Regions from separate parts of the Triticum aestivum genome. Here region 1 is linked to region 2. A link is a contact called in public Hi-C data. All regions are on one chromosome and are shown on one strand. The core of a region is the stretch at or near the end of the contact, and the rest is flanking DNA. Distances in the headings are between cores, read along the strand shown.

The links. Hi-C and Micro-C count contacts between places; a contact is called where the count stands out from the background.
Region 1: a Hi-C map of an unstated tissue shows a contact between it and region 2, with 5 times the contacts expected there. The contact joins the enhancer-like site here to the promoter of LOC123071092 in region 2. A contact is called at or near these places in 3 of 5 Hi-C or Micro-C datasets (leaf and an unstated tissue).

What each region holds. Positions count from the first base shown.
Region 1 is chr3B:588,445,735-588,448,987 of IWGSC CS RefSeq v2.1, forward strand. No RefSeq gene overlaps it. Among protein-coding and RNA genes, the nearest start is that of LOC123071093, 3.9 kb to the right of the region's middle. Within about 2 kb of position 1,852, at least 1 of the 8 cell types and tissues checked has an H3K27ac peak or open chromatin away from gene starts, as enhancers often do.
Region 2 is chr3B:588,079,364-588,082,304 of IWGSC CS RefSeq v2.1, forward strand. It overlaps LOC123071092 (probable sugar phosphate/phosphate translocator At2g25520), which reads right to left and starts at 1,608. Exons shown (of 1, transcript XM_044494572.1): 1 at 1-1,608. The coding sequence starts at 1,351. The coding sequence ends at 284.

The sequences.
Region 1 (3,253 bases), core at 602-3,101, 370 kb after region 2:
CAGGGGTGTGCGATGTTGGGATGCTGATCACATGATCGAAGTCCTGTCTGCCATGTGCCGTTCAGCAGTCATCTGATTCTCACATGGAGTTTTTTTTTCATTAGGCATGTAGTTTTCTTTTTGCGAACTCAGCGCAGTCGGATGATTATTTCTCGTGGGAGGAGATGTTCGTGTCGATTACGAGGCGTGTCTGTAATGATTTTGTCAATCTCAAGATGTGATGTTAGCTCAATATTTTGAAGGTGTTCATGGTGCTAAGGTGTGCGTGCATACATTTATATGGGTAAGTGTATGTGTGTGTATGTGGCGATCTGTGATTGTACTATGTTAAAAAAAGTAGGTGATAAAGAAAAAAAAGTGTCATCCTCACACAATCATTTTTCTTCCGACTCTTGACCTAGCCGCCGCCGCCGCAGGGAACCGACGGCCTAACTACATGTTAGCGGGGTTTCCTCACCCTCACTGGCTGCTCTAGCGGTGGCTGGAGGGAGGGAAACGTCGGGACTTTACTTTTGCACGTGTCTAGCAGCTTGGTGTCTTAATTAGGTCTTCTGCTGTTCATGATTTCGACTTCAGTGGTGGCGATGCCGGCAGCGAATAATTTTTCTCCAAATCTTTCCCACAAGCAATGGTCCTCTCGGCTTGCGGTGTTGAATCTTGGAGGCGGTGTCTATGCCGCCTCAAGTCCTTTGGATCTGGACTGGTGCTTCATGTGCCTTTGAGTTGGTGACGGTAAAAGTCATCTTCTTCCTATTCTTTGCGGTGTTGTTGTTGCAGGCAACTAGTCGCTACGCTAGAAGGTCAACCCTTGGGGAACGGGGTGATGCCCCCCCCCCCTCCCTTGCCAGTTTTTGCGGCGGCGATGAGGCGATGGCCTACTTTTCTCTCCTTTAGTGTCTTCCTAACACGACAATAGCTCTCTGGTGGTCCGTGCTCCTTCTCTGATGCAACGCTGCCCTCTTCGCCATTGCTGCGAAGCTCTCACAAGTTTTATTCAGTAGATGGTTCAGCTTTAGGGTTTTCTATCTAGCTAGATATGGCTTCTACGATGGAGGGTCCTTCTCTAGCACATTTTTTTAAACGGGCTTTCTCTAGCACGTTGGTGCAGCTGGAAGCACGACGACTTCCGCACCGCAGGATACATGATCAGGCCGGCTTCAAGAATGAAGCAGCAACGGTGGCATGCCTTCGGCTCGTGTTGGAGATTAGTTTGGCTGGCCATCAGAGAACATTATTATAATTTCCTTATTTTTTGAGATGTCTTGCATCGTTCGCATAAACCCATACTTGAAAGAGAGAAAAAAATTGGGTTTTTTCGTGGGGGCGGGGGGGGGGGGGGGGGGGGGGGCGCGTTTCGCACAAGTGACCTGATATGCTGTGGCCTGTGGATCGTGCTTCTTGGGAAGGTGAGGCAGCAGCAGTGTAGCCGTGCAGTGCACGCTGGAGCAGAAGCCTTCAAGACAAATTCTTGGGATTATCTCTGTTCAGAGTAGCGTCCACAATGACCTTCTGGATAGACCTAAAGTTGTGCCGTGGCACCGAACCCGGACAGGAACACTTCTCCCATCCAAAGCGTGCACCTCGACTTCACCAGTCCACCGATGACCGATCTCTTTCGCCAAACCCAACCGAACTTGTCAGTGGACGATGGAGAGGAAAAGGCACAAAAATGTTGGGGGAGGTGCCATGTCCCTGTGCGGAAAAAGGAGGCCGCTTTGGTGTGGCTCGGCCGGCGAGATGCACAAGTCAAGCACTCCAGGGAGAGTGACGGAGTCGGGGGCCTACTTAGTGCAGAGGGTTTGTTGGCGCCTTGGTAGAGACCGGAGACCGATCGGTGAAGTTGGCAAAGGCGATCTGATCGGGTACAGCTCCCTCGCTGGCATATTCGAATCTCCCACGTGAGCCGCGCGCCTCTTTAGAGCGGTTCCTCCTGGCCCGTAGATCGTGATGAGTTCCTACGCCGCCCTTCGATCTGGCCGACGTGACAGCGAGCTCGGGTGCTGGACTCTGGTGTGGTGTCTCCGAGAAAACTGCACCTTTTCTCTCACCTTGATTGATTGATACGCGTACCTCTGGTCCGTGGATAATGTGCACGGTTTGGTTTGGTTTGGCAGTGTCAAGTTAAGTAGATTTTGTTTGGTTTTCTGTAGTTGGGACAGCGTTGTCTTCTTTCTTAAAATGCATGTAGCTTGCAACGGAGGGAAGTTGATGGGAGCAGATTACCAATACAGGGCCTTGTTATTTGTTACTCCAGCTGAAGATTTTGAGCTTTTTGTAAACCAGATTAAGCAAAATTATACCTTCCGGTGGGCAGGGTCCTCCCTATGGTGGATAAGGGACGGCCATCTGAAGCCACAGGACTTTTCCTGGCCATCATTACGCATTGTACAACGAGTTTTGGTGTAACAAGGGGAGGGGGCTGTCTCTAGTGGTTGGCCGGAGAAAAGTTTTGATTCATCATTTCAACAGTTGCCGGGCCTTTCAGGCAGACATTGAGATAAGGGCAAAGTGAGCGACCCCTTACTGCATACGTACTTCCCTTCCTAGAAAGGCAACGCGCACTTTGGGTCCAGAAAGGGACAGCAGAACGGTAAAGAAAATGACCATTTCTTATGGGCGAGCTAACGTCATGTAACTAACATCAGACTGGACGACGAGCTATGTTAAAACTTAGTTATATTTTTTTCGAGTCATCCTTCGGCTCGGGAGCACCTGTGAGACGTGCAGTCGTCGTGCAGCTAGTTTTTTTTTTTTTGAAATAAGGCAAAAGATTTGCCATTCCAGAGGAAGAAGTTTTAGAACAAAGCTGCAAAGCGGCGAAAAAAGAAAGAACTGCTCTCGCCGCATTACAATACCCAACTATTTTGCACCGGCCAGAGACCAAAGAGACGCCTCCTTTTTAATCTTGGAAATGAGAACCATCGAAGTGACGGCCGTGTTACGGAAGACTCTAGCATTGCGTTCGGTCCATATCTTCCATGAGATGAGCATCATCAGAGAGGTCAGCGCCTTGGAAGATCCAACCCGAATGTGTATGTTGCTGGTCCACCAATCTCTCACCGAGACCCTCATCGCCCATGTGGCCATGTTGACGTGGTGCAGCTAGTGATTCGTCAAGTTCTGCCTCGACTGGCAGAATGGCACTAACCGTCGGCATGGTGAAAATTATGTCCGCGTCTTTGCAAGTTTGCATCATCGTTGCTAGTTCGGGCGTTTGGCCAAGGTGTTGTCAGATGGCGAGTTCTCTCTTCAA
Region 2 (2,941 bases), core at 358-2,857:
GATGATGATGATACAATAGACAACCGAATACAATTTTTTTGATACTGGTAGTAGCACTGTCTGCTAAGAACTATCGTATTTTCACACGCCCGGCACAAAAATGTCATGTTTCCTGTATTTATTTGCCTTCCTACCACAAATTAAGGCAAGAAATGAACAGATTTCGCATCATCAAACATGTAAGGATCACATTTTGGGGAACCTGCTACGCCGGACTGAGAGAACCAACCAAATTGGGCGTGCTGTTGGTGTTGTTGGATCGGATCGGATCAGATGAGCAGCTCTATGACTGGGTCTCGGTCTTGCGCTCGCCGTGAGAGTCGCGCTCCTGCAGCAGCGAGCCGGCTTCCTCGTCCGCCTGCGCCACCTTCTTCTGCGCCTCCTTGGCCTTGAGCGCCTGCAGCTTCACGTGGTTGTAGTAGCCCACGCCCAGGAAGGCGATCCCGTAGCCGAAGAGGTTGATCGGGGTCACCGTGTCCCGGATCACGGACCAGGAGAAGGCGATGAGCAGCCAGTCCTTGACAACGCCGGCGACGTTCATGGTGAGCGCCGACGTCTTGCCCACGAGCAGGAAGACGGCCAGGTTGAGCGCGAATGCGCAGAGGGAGTTGGTGCCGAAGACGAAGAAGTCAGGCTCGAACATGCCCACGGCGCGCAGCCTGGGCAGCTCGACGAAGACCCAGGGCAGGAAGAGGAAGCCGAGGCAGCAGGGCGCGACGTAGTAGAGCGAGGTGATGGGGTTGAGCGAGATCCCCTTGGAGGTGAGGAGGATCTGGATGAGGACGAGCCTGGTGGCCTCGAAGGCGACGGCGGCGAGCTGGAGCGCGACGCCGCGGAGGTCGAAGCGGGCCTCGCCGTAGGCGGCGATGGCGACGCCGAAGGAGATGGAGAGCATGTTGAGCATGGCAGAGGAGCGGAAGGTCTCCTTCTTGAAGAGCACCCCTATGGAGTAGACGGCGACGGGCATGAGCGCCTTGAGCATCTGGATGAAGGAGACGGAGAGGTAGATGTAGGCGGAGTTGGAGAACCAGAGGGAGAGCGAGTAGAGCGCGCCGATGGGGAGGACGGAGCTGGTGTAGAGCTGTGTGGTCATGGCGGGCGAGGAGGGGAGGTCGACGACCCGGAAGACGCGGACGAGCGCGACGGCGAGCGAGGAGCAGAAGGCCATGTGCACCATGGTGAGCGAGATGGGGAAGGGCCAGTTGTACATCTTGGGGTCGAGGATGTACTTGTTGTAGACGATGACGGTGAAGGAGAGGAAGATCCACACCGCGACGTAGCAGTAGGAGACGAGCACCTTGCGGAGCACCGACTCCGACATGGCCCCCTCGCCGCCGGCCTCCTTGGCCATGGCTGCTCCGGCGGGGCGGCGGATCTGGGCCTGCGCGCGCGTTCGCTCGCCTGCGTGGGGGATCTGGGGGCGGGGCGGTGAGGCGGATCTGGGAGGAGGAGGAGGAGGCTGGTGGTTGGGGGATTTTGGAGAGGAGGACGGGTGTGGGTGTGGGTTTCTTGGCACGGAGAGGAGGGAGTGGGCCGGCTCCTGTCACCTGTGTGTTGTGTCACACGCTCGGGGTCCGGCTTACCGCGGATGGCCACGTGGAGAATGGGGTGCTCCGGGGCTCGGTGTGGCGTGTTTTATAGGGCGGGTGCGGATGTGGCTTTGACTTCTTTTTCGGCCGCATGGCTCGCTTCGTTTCGTGTTGCTCCGTTATGTGCGGCCTAGTACGAGCAACGGGATGGGTTCCCTCTTATCGTGTGGAAATGCCACGGTATATCCGTACATTTCCACGGGAAATTCCTTCACTTACGATCACGACCAGTGCCTAATTTTCTCGACTAACGCTTGAGTTACGGAGCCTTTTTACGGATTCTACAGATTCTAGTTGGGAAATGTTAACTAGCCGACCTCGGGTTTTTCGTGTTTCCCGGCGGACGCGCTTACCGCCGTCGGATCTGGTTGCACGGATCTCGGGGCATCTACTGTTGCCACCTCTTATGAAAAAACCGTTCACGCGAGGGGCGAACGAGCTCATCTCCATTTTTCGTCACAGTCAACTCACTCATCTCCTCTGCCTCATTTCTTTTCCCATCACACATACAAAGAGAGGCGGCAGCGAGATTTCGGCCAGATCAGGGCGGGGCAAGCGGGGAGCGGTTGCGAGGTGCTCCTGTGGAGCTTCGGTGCAACGCATGGGCACAGAGGAGAGCGGGCGTGACAGCAGTGGAGTGGGCTTGAGGATGAGGCCGCCTCCATCCTTCACCGACCCCGAGGCCATGAGTTGTGGTGTAGGGAGGACATGCTCGTGTGCTTATGATGTGGGGGCTCGTTGTGCGATGGCGGCACATGCGAGGGGCAGTGTCTTCCGACGGCATGGTGATGCTTCTGATGGCGATGCTCATAGAGGAGGTCCGATGGACACGAGGTGCCATCGTCACCTTTTGCTCCCTATCTTCTTCGTTGTTCCATCATTGTGATCTGTTTTTTTAGATAATTTGTCTGAGAAAGAATGTAACCAGTTTTCGTGATATGCTTAGGGATGGCACCCACCGGGTTTTGGTATGGGTGGAGCCACCCATACCCTTACTCGTCTCCCATGAGCTTACCCATCACCCGTACCCATACTTTCCAATGGGTATAATTTTTTCCCATACCCGCCACCTGACAGGGTAAACTGGTACCTGCGGGTAAAAATGCCCATGTTTGTAACACATCAACTTGAGCAATGCATAGTCATAAGCAAAAACATTTAATCATAATTTATATAGAACAACACATCATAATAGTAGAAATACTTATAAACATGAACATGTCTTAAACAGGAACATGCTACTCATGTAGGAATTGTTGGATTTCCTCGAGGAGAAAGGGTGATGTAACACGGCAGTAGAAAATGTTTTTCTCAGTTAAGAACCAAGGTTTAATCAAACTTGTAGGAGTCTA